Linked DNA regions of Zea mays: regions 2 and 3 are each linked to region 1. The links are chromatin contacts, called in public Hi-C maps. All regions are on one chromosome and are shown on one strand. The core of a region is the stretch at or near the end of the contact, and the rest is flanking DNA. Distances in the headings are between cores, read along the strand shown. Region 1 holds the start of LOC103645624 (transcription initiation factor IIB). Region 2 holds the start of LOC100283657. Region 3 holds the start of LOC100273287.

Evidence for each region. Hi-C and Micro-C count contacts between places; a contact is called where the count stands out from the background.
Region 2: a Hi-C map of seedling shows a contact between it and region 1, with 6 times the contacts expected there. The contact joins the promoter of LOC100283657 here to the promoter of LOC103645624 in region 1. A contact is called at or near these places in 5 of 25 Hi-C or Micro-C datasets (ear, leaf, seedling and 1 more) and 1 of 3 datasets of contacts at active chromatin or transcription factors (leaf).
Region 3: a contact with region 1 is called in a Hi-C map of tassel, with 2.1 times the contacts expected there. The contact joins the promoter of LOC100273287 here to the promoter of LOC103645624 in region 1.

Annotation. Positions count from the first base shown.
Region 1 is chr1:286,036,557-286,039,955 of Zm-B73-REFERENCE-NAM-5.0, forward strand. It overlaps LOC103645624 (transcription initiation factor IIB), which reads left to right and starts at 1,656. Exons shown (of 1, transcript XM_008668645.3): 1 at 1,656-2,252. The coding sequence starts at 1,830. The coding sequence ends at 2,252.
Region 2 is chr1:286,225,843-286,229,241 of Zm-B73-REFERENCE-NAM-5.0, forward strand. LOC100283657 reads left to right here and starts at 1,641. Exons shown (of 8, transcript NM_001156558.2): 1 at 1,641-1,997; 2 at 2,103-2,216; 3 at 3,106-3,263. The coding sequence starts at 1,851.
Region 3 is chr1:285,861,290-285,864,688 of Zm-B73-REFERENCE-NAM-5.0, forward strand. It overlaps LOC100273287, which reads right to left and starts at 1,798. Exons shown (of 17, transcript NM_001147728.1): 1 at 1,634-1,798; 2 at 866-1,239; 3 at 715-759; 4 at 583-623; 5 at 27-108. The coding sequence starts at 1,000. LOC103644037 (probable protein phosphatase 2C 34) reads right to left here. Exons shown (of 4, transcript XM_008667229.3): 3 at 3,117-3,353; 4 at 2,321-3,027. The coding sequence ends at 2,767.

The DNA.
Region 1 (3,399 bases), core at 406-2,905:
CTGGCTAGGGTCCCGCAGCGGCGACATCCACCGTGCACGTCTTTGTCGCCGGGGCAGGTGCAGAGACACGGCTGCAGCATGCCGGCATGCGGCCTTGGATGACTCGCTAGAGCAGATGATAACATAGGGCTACGGGGATACACATTTTAATTAGAATCAGATGGTTTGAAAATAAAACAACGGGAACATAGAAACGTTTTGGAGGCCGGTAAGCACTGGTCAGTGTTTGTTTCGGCGACGAGGCCTTACCGCACTGCGCCAGTCCACGTCGTCGCTAGGGCAATGCTCGACACGATGCGATGAGCTGGCTAGGGTCTCGCAGCGGCGACATCCACCGTGCATGTCTTTGACGCCGGGGCAGGTGCAGAGACACGGCTGCGGCATGCCGGCATGTGGCCTTCGATAACTCGCTAGAGCAGCTGATAACATAGGGCTACAGGGAGGCGTCAAACTGCTGGGAGGAGGCTTGGAAATGCATGAGAACCACTCACGCTCGTAGCATATAGTCTATAAATGATTTAAAAAACATATGCATCTCCACAGAGAACTTGTTTAGAGTTTCATTTTTCCATTGTTATATGTTATGGTTTTCAAATATTCAATATATGGTTCAAAATTATAACTAAGTCTTCTCTATCTTTTTGATTGATGAGTTTTGTAAGGAGCCCTGAGTTTCCTCTAACTAGAGGAAGTCCAGGCCGACCACCTGCGACCTGGTCAAGCCCGGCGCACACATTGCACCCATTCACCAAGCCAGGCTGTCGGGTGCGCCCCCACCCCACGTCTGTGCATGAAAAAAATACGAAGGCATGCATGAGTCAAACACGTTTTTCTGTACGCGCGTAAATTTAGGAAAGAGATATGTGACTGTTTCTATTTTTAAATGCTTGATTTTCTCCATAAATATAGGATCGTTGGAACAGACATGCAACTAGACTCGTCAGGACCAATTTATGATATATACTAATACTAATTATGCTACACAATATAAATATTTATGCAATTCAGTACACTCTGTAAAAATCTGTTACATACTGCATGCACAAAATTAGGATGACAAAAACGTATGATGAAAGGAAATGAATTGGCATGTATGGAAATAAAAAATAGTATTTAATGCTTTATTTCCTCCATAAATATATGATAGCTCCAACAACAATGTAGCTAGGCTCGTCAGGATCAGTTTATGATATATACTGATATTAATAATACTACACGGTGTAGATATTTATGCAATTCTATACACTGTGTAAAAATATGTTACCTGCTGCATGCGCACAAAATTAAGATGAAAAAATGTAGGATGAAAGGAAATATATTGACATGCATGGAAACAAAAAATCGTATTTAATATTTTATTTCCTCCATAAATGGATCGCTCCAACAACCATACAACTAGACTCGTTAGAACCAGTTTATGATATCTTTACTACTATTAAGGCTGTAAGGGGTAGGCTGCCTCTCCTGGTTCTGCCTTCAGCCAATCTGCACTGTCCATCTATATGCATCAAATCATCACCGTCCGTCTCGTCGCCTCCCCTTCAAGCCTCCTCCATCCTTCGATCGCAACTGCTCCTCTCTCCACTCCCCTCTTCCTCGACAGATCCTCCAACACACCGCCGCCGCTCCCCCCTCGCCCTCTGGCCTGACCGGTCTGCCTCGTCCGCTTCTCTCTTACCCTTCCTCCCCCTCCTCTCCTGTGGGTGCTCCCTCCCTCTCCGGCTCTCCCCCCGTCCCCCAAGCCCAAATCACCGCGCCTCGCCCCACAGCACCGGTTGCGTGGGAGGAAGGAGAAAGGAAGGAAGGAGGGGAGGCGGCTGTCGGGCGAGATGAGCGACTCCTACTGCCCCGACTGCAAGAAGCAGACGGAGGTGGCGTTCGACCACTCGGCGGGGGACACGGTGTGCACCGAGTGCGGCCTCGTCCTCGAGGCGCACTCCGTCGACGAGACCTCCGAGTGGCGTACCTTCACCAACGAGTCCAACGACAACGACCCCGTCCGCGTTGGTGGCCCCTCCAACCCGCTCCTCACCGACGGCGGCCTCTCCACCGTCATCGCCAAGCCCAACGGCGCCCAGGGCGACTTCCTCTCCTCCTCCCTCGGCAGGTGGCAGAACCGCGGCTCCAACCCCGACCGATCCCTCATCCTCGCCTTCCGCACCATCGCCAACATGGCTGACAGGTACGCCTCTCCGGAACTCCCTTTCTTACGCTACAGCTTCGATCTGGTTCTATCCAAGTATGTAGTAGTTTGCGCTGAAGTACCGTGGCACTGGGTCTGACAGTTTGTGTTGTCCAAAGGATGGTCAGTGGAACATGATAAAAAAGGTACGCCATGAACATCTGAACAACCATTAACATTGTAGCAATAGTAGTTATCATTCTAAAAACCTTATTCAATTCAATGTGCGATAAACATAGTGTTATGTCTATGGATAAGTAAATTCTTTCCATGGTAAATATCATGATTTATAGGAGAAGCTTGACCGGGTTGCTTGAGTTTTGTTCCCTCTATACTAGGGTAGCTACATAGGCTTCTTGCTACATGTTCACTGAAGTGGAATGATGGAATTTTTGTGATGGTAAATTTATGTTACTAATTTTATTATTTGTCTACACATTCTATTTTGTTATGTGCAGCAAGTAGTAGATGGTGCAAGGGTGGGCAACTGGGCCTGCGTTAACTTTTGTCAAAAGTTGCGTGCAGATAGTGTTGGTAAATTTTGCTCTGATCTGATTAAGTGGTCTCGCACTACTGGAGTGGTAATATACATTTACGTTTGCTTTTGATTTCCTTATCATCAAAGAATTTTCTTGCATGACTCCCAGTTTACCATTCCACTCTGGTTTCAGGACATGGATAACTTGAGACTTCCAATATACACCGCTCGTCCTGAACAAGCTGAAACTGATCTTCGTAGGCTCTATCAGGATGCTCGGAACAAGCTAAGATGGCAAAAGTTTGATCTTTTGCTTGCTATACTACCAGAGAAAAATGGCGGCTTATATGGTAATATTTATTACAGCAAACTTTGTTTATTCCCTGATTATCACATATATGTCATGCTTGACTACTCTCAACAATAGGTAATTTCAAAAGGATCTGCGAGACAGAGATTGGTATCATGTCGCAGTGTTGCTTGGATAAAAATGTTAGAAGAGCAGGCCCTGCATATTTTGCTAATGTTGCTATTAAGATCAATGCCAAGGTTAATCTCAACTTGATCTCTTCACAAAATTTGTTGAGAAGCATGGTACTAATGTATTCATTCTTTGCAGTTTGGAGGAAGAAACTTAGAATTTGCTAATCCCAAAGAAAGCTTACCGGGTGTTACAATTGAACCAACAATTATATTTGGTGCTGATGTCACTCACCCTGCCGCTCTAGATGATACCGCC
Region 2 (3,399 bases), core at 391-2,890, 190 kb after region 1:
CAACTGAAACCTTCTGGTTATGACTTGGGGAGTCAGTTATCAGTCTTGCTAATGCTAACTATTCATTGTCAGTTGATCTTAAATTTATTCATTAGCACTGCAGTAATTGGGCCTGGTTGTCTATGTAATATGAGCCCGTTTTGATTGCACTCATTTCTCTATCTAATATATGAAGCACCACTTTTCACATTTTCACCGTCATCGCTCTCCAATATTTAAATGGTAAAAATACTAAAATTATATGGAAAATAAGGATTAAAACTATGGTTGTTAGCTACAAATACAAAACCACTCACTTAATAATAGAACACATATAAAAATTTATATTCTATATGTAAGCATAAATAGAAACGATACCAACATACATGCACTTTGCTAATACCTATACACACGTAACAGCGTCGGATACCAATTTCCAAGAAATACCAATTTCCAAGTGGCATTTGGGCATTTGGCGTGTCCTTAGAACAATAGGCTTAATATACCACCACATCCTAAACGAGATGGTGCCTTGAGTTTATCCCACCTTATTAGTTTTGACGAAACGATTCTATACCTCATATTCATTATTATTCTCTGCTTTAAATTATAAGTTATTTTAACTTTTTTTGAGAGTTAAGTTTGGTCAAAACCATAGGAAAAATTATAAACATTTATGGCATCAATTAGATCCATATAATTAATGAAGAGTCTAATAATATTTATTTAGTATCATAATATTTATTATATAAATTTGGTTAAAAGTAAGATATTTTGACTCTCTAAAAAGTAGATTAAGGGGGTGTTTGGTTCTTTTAGGTAGTGTTTGGTTGAGGAGTCAAGTAGAACGGAGCCGTTCCATCACTGATTCTAGGAACGGAGCCGCTCTGTTCTGTGTTTGGTAATCTGGAACGGAGCGGCTCTGTTTTTTGTTTGGTTGTAGAGTGAACGGAACGGAGCGTGACTGTGCGAGCGGGCTGGGAACGGAGCGGCTCCGTCCGGTTGATTTTTTGGAGCGGGATGGCTCCGGATCTGAGGAGAATATTCCTTAATTGGAGCCATTCTGTTCTAGTTACTTTGTAACCAAACAACAACAAAACTGGAACAGAACGGCTCAGTTCTATTTGGCTCTTCAACCAAACACTACCTTAGTCACCTAGCTAAACTTTTTTACTATACTTTAGTACGTAGAATTTCTATTAGAATGGCTTATTTAGTCATAATGTTTGGTAGTTTAGAGACTAAAAGCGACTAAATTTTAGTCACTAAAGTTTAGGAGGTGGGACCAAACACCCCTAAAATAAATGTTTATAATTTGAGGCTGAGATGGTGGTAGATTAATCTATTCATTTTATAAAAAATCACAAATAAAAAAGTGAAGGATAGGATGGTGATGGGCCATATATTTCTTATACCAAACGATTCTAAGGTTATCTCCAGCAGCTTAATCATCTTTATACTCATGTTAAAGTCTACTCTATAAATAATGCAATATACAGTGCAAAATATTATTTTATGTGACCATATAATTGAATTGCTGACACAGTCTAAGGATTTAACTCTTTTATTTTTTCATAAAAAATCTTTATATTTTCCTCCAAATGTGAAGCAAGTACGAGATGCAGCAGCACTTATAGTCTTATAGACTTGTGTGTGCGCGCCTGGGCCCACCGTAACTGACTGGGTGTTCTTTACAGACACGTGACGTCGCGCACCGGGCCCGTCTATCGAGTATTCGGTCCCATTCGTCAGTGCTCGGACACCTGACTAATAACAAAAGAACTCGCTCCATTCAGAGATTCAGAGAAGACCCGCCTCTCCCGTGAGGCCGTGACGCGACGCCGGATCGTCCTCGTCTCCTAGCTCGTGGAATGAAGGGAGGTGGCGTCATCAGGGCCGCCGGCGGAGGTGCCGGCGGTGCGGGTCTGTTGCGAACGCGACTGCGGCTTCCCGTGGTGCTCCTCTCCTGCTCCCTCTTCTTCCTCGCCGGCTTCTTCGGCTCGCTCCTCTTCACCCAGGTACGCGACGGCGAGCCCCGAGCCACGTTCCGATTCGTAGCTTCCTTGTAGCGCCGCTCCTGATCTGGGTGGGCTGGCTGTGGTGCGGTGGGAGGTGCGGTGCAGGATCCGGAGGAGGCGGATATGCCGGTGCCGAGAGAGCGGCTGTTGGAGGCGGCGTGGCCGGAGATGCCTTACGGCGAGTCCGGCGAGGCTGCGCCGTCCTTGATCCCATACCAGGTGATGTCTCATTCCGATTCCATCTCTGCATGGGGCGGTTGCTTGTTTCGTCATACATTCGGCGTGACGGGCATTGGTGTGGGCACGAGTGTTCAGTGTTCGTGAATTCTACGCCAGCTCGTGAATGCGACATTCCCCGGTTGACACGATTCGTCTGTTGGGGTATTCGATGTGATATCATGCAGTGATGCACTTTGGGGTGAAACTAACTTACCGGTGTAATGTTTCCCCAATTTTGACTGTACCTTGTGGGCAACAGCATTGCTGTGATGCCCTGATAACTATCATGTGATTGTGGCAGAGTTTGCGGGTCAGTTGAGTGCATACAATTTTCATGGTCTCCTGGTCTTGCGTGTTGGGAACTTTGTTTGGCATTTCAAAATTAGCAGGCATCCTGACAGTAGAGGGAAATGCAGGAGGTGTGGGTGTTGTGGGACTTTCAGTCAACCTCACCAATCACAGTTGTATATCTGTTTCTGCCATCATTTACCTAATGTAGGTTCGTATTCCTCAAGAACAGTTGTTACAATGAATGGATGTACCACATTTATATTTTATTGTGTTTATGCATCGAACAGTTCAGCAGATTATTGGCTACATTGAGGATAATTTTTTGGTATGGAATGGATATCTTAATTTGATATCATCTGAGCAAATTATACACCCTAGATTTCTCACCATGACACAAGATATGCATCTCACGTTTGTTAGCTCATGGATGTGTATCCTATCTCCTAGGTCCTAGCACTACTTGCTTGCAGGTTAAGAATTCAGTAATATCTTTAGTGTATTTCTTCTGTTACATATTACACCATGACCTCAGCTTCACTAGACATTGCTGGGTTAATGATGTGCTGCTTCTGATAATGTATTCTGAACTCTTGAGCAGATTTTGAGCTGGCAGCCTCGTGCTTTGTACTTTCCACAATTTGCGACATCAGAACAGTGTGAAAATATAGTAAAAACGGCAAAGGAGAGACTTAAGCCATCAACATTAGCCCTGAGGAAAGGAGAAACCGCAGAGAGTACAAAAGGAATCAGGACAAGGTAACCTTAAAGTCCAAGAGTAAGTGCAGTAAAGGAATAGCCAAATAGGTTGACAAATAACTCCACATTTGTTACTGTGGAGAGATCGTGCAGTAGCTTTCTCTGTGGATTGTACCTATGCTACAATGAGCAATGC
Region 3 (3,399 bases), core at 548-3,047, 180 kb before region 1:
ACATAATCGCTATGCAGAACACATACCTCACTCTGCCCCAACGGAACCTCCAAGCTGTAGCAGCATCCCTTGGGTTGGAGTTGTCCAGCAAACTGAATCTCGTTGTTCCTACAACACAAGGATACAGACTCAAATTATTACCATCAATTGGCAAGTAATATCCAGTGTTATTAAAACTATGTTTAAACGACGTTTAAACGTCAAAAATCTAATTAGAGGTTGAAACCGTGTTTTGGCATTCTAAACTATAAAACACAGTGTTTCATGCATTTTAGACTATTAGCTACTTTTGGACCCAGTCTGTTAGTTACTTTTGGGTCCAATCCGGCTCATGGGTGAAGTTTTGGTAAGCCACTAACCTCTCTGTTTTGGTTTTAACTTCATATTATTGTCTGAAATTATGATATATTGTATTTTTCCTGTGTTGTTTAAAACTGTATATAAAGTTCGTTTAAACGTTTAAAAGTCAAAACTTCACCCATGAGCTTTCAACGTTTTATCGTTTTAATAACCTTGGTAGTATCTCTACTAATCATTGACCTGGACAAATTCCAATAAACAAGAATTTGGGCATATCGTTACCTCTCACCACAATGTGGGCACTCGAAGGCCATCAGAACCACCTGCAGATTCACAAAAGCAAATTTCACAACTCCAGTCTAACCAACAATACTAATCAGAACAAGAAGCTGAGGCCATGAGCACAGAAAGTACCTCCCGGAAGTGCGGGATCAACGTCAGCAAAAGCCTCGTGATGCCCTAACCCCATGAAAGCGAAGCAACAGGCCTCAGAACCTTCGACAAGCACCCCAACAGAAGAGGACGGAACCATCAAAAAAGAGAGGTGAGGTACGGGAGCACTCACGTTCTCGCCGCAGCGCATGCAAAGGGACTCAATCTCGTGGAGAGGCGTGGCGTGCGCCTCCTCGTCAGCAGCCACCGACTCCGCCGCGGAGCCAAGGTCCACCACCACACGCCCTTCATTGCCAGAGCTCGCCATTGACGCAGGGAATAGGAGTCAGCTGGAACACTCGTGGACGAGACAGCTCCGTGAAAGCTTCTGGTGCGTTGATTTAGCTATGGTGGTCACGGCTCGCGGGAGTCGCTCTGGAGGTTTGGCGGCCAATGTTTTCAGATTGCCTTATCGTTTCTGATCGCCAGAAGGGCGATCAGCCGACTAATCACGATTAATCGACGATCAACCCGATTAATCAGCCACAACAAATCAGCATTCAACACCTGCAGAGATATGCTCATTAGCATTCAACAACACCTCACAACAGTCTAAATCTAAATTCAAGGCAGCAGCATTCAACATTCATCATTCAAGCTATAGGCTCCGTTTGGCTGGCACAGCTGCTGCTTGTTGAAAAAGTAGCTTATCTGAGAAGCAGATGAAAAGCAGCTTATCTGAGAAGCAGATGAAAAGCAGCTTCTGATTGGCAGCTGAACTGATAAGTTGCTGCAAAAGCTGTCTATTTGGCAGAACTTCTGCTTAAATGTGTGAAGAGACTGAAAATAAGCTGTGCCAAACAGGGCCATAATCAAATCAGCAAAACAGATACAGCCTATCGGGGACTGGGGAGAAGAGATGGACTGGTGGAGCCGTGGAGACATGGAGCCTTCACCGTACCTGCAGGCTGGCGCCGCCGCACCAGGGATGGAGGAGGGGCCGAGGGGGACGATGCCGCCGTATCCCCCCGTAAGTGATAGCGCGCCGCGGTCGCCTGCACAGTGCTCCGCTAGGGTTCCTCGCCAGCTGGTTCGCGTCGCGTGTGCTGGGCAGCCTGGGCTTTGCTGTTGCCTGTTGGCTTGGCTATGCTCACGTGGGATGGGAAAAAGGAAGCCTGGGCTGGGCCGATGGGCCGGAATTCCAAAGCAGTGATGGGCCGAAATTGTTGGCCGCGCGCACGACGACTGCAGCTGCCCGCACTGCGCGGCGCAGCGAAGGAGGCAGCGGCCGCCATTTTTTTGGCTCGGTTCTTTAGTGGGACCTTTGGGGCTTTGCTTACGTTTCGGAGATGAGGTCTGTAAAATACTGTGGAAGCTTCTAGCTTCTAGGCTTGTAGGCTCACTGGCTCAGGGAATCAGAAGAGACGCCCAGTATTATACTCCGTGTTCCCGTTCGGAAGTGAGGGGCGTTTAAACATTCCGTTCGTAAAGAAGTTTCCAATTACAAACCATGAAGTTTCCGTTCGTAAACAACGCCGCGAATGATCTAAACAGTCCGTTCCACAGCACGAACCATGAAGAGTTTCAACGATTCCAGGTAGAGGTAATCTTGTAACTACATACAACGAAGTTTTGACAAAAAGCAATGCTAAATGAAATAAGAGCATCTCATCCGTTGCAAATAAATAGTATATATTCTCATGTCACAACCTAACTTCTAGATCATAAGCAGAGCATATGTTCTTTGGTCACCAGTCACCACTAACCTCCAGTTGCGTCATCAACTATTTCACGACACCTCTGTATTACAGATTTCTTAAATTAAATCCGATACAATGGACGGATTTACCACTGGGTAAGCATAATCAGACAAAAAGAAACAAGAAAATGATCTGACTGACCAATTACGCTACGTAGTTCCAGACCAAATGATCTTTTCCGATGCTACACACCCACGCTATCTATGTACATCTCGAGTTCTTCCCTTCCTATGGCTATGGCACTGCAGTCCCTCAGCTCTACAACTCCACCGTTCACCAGCAGGAGAGCGCAAGGCAAACCCCAGTCTTCTACTCTAGCCAGAGTTCAGCTCTTTTAACCGTGCAAGGGCTCCGCAGACTGGTGTGTGTTGGAGGAGTATATGTCGACGGGAGCACTGATGCAGTTGCTACTCGAGTCAACGACCCTAGTGTGGCGGCGCTCACGGTGGCGATCAAGGAAGACCACGACGACGCTGATGTCGTCATGGAAATGCCGCCTCACTCCCTTGTCGATCGTCCTCAAGTCACGGTACCTGACCTCCCTCTTCCTGGCTGCCTCCTTCAAGGCAGCCTTCACCAGTCTGTTGGCGATCCCCTGAAAGAGTTCGTGACGACACACAATTAGTCAGGCTGCAAACGGCGCGAGCATAGAGAAAGGGGCCCTATGATGGAATGGTCACTCACAGTTCTCGGATTCTTGAAGACAATCTGCACCGCTGCGTCATCGCTGAGGTGCTCCCAAAGACCGTCTGAAGCAAATATCAGAAACAGGTCGTTTGGTTTCAGCTTGCGTACTTGAACCGATGGTTCAGCACTAAGAGCTGGCCTCTTCAACGCAATAGGGGGCCCAACTTGCCGAAACAAGGGGTCCAAGCTGTACTCCGGTTTCTTCAGATAAAAATCACCAATGGATCTTGATACCTGACATTACAACCTTCACATGTTAGCATACTTCTAGTTATGTGAA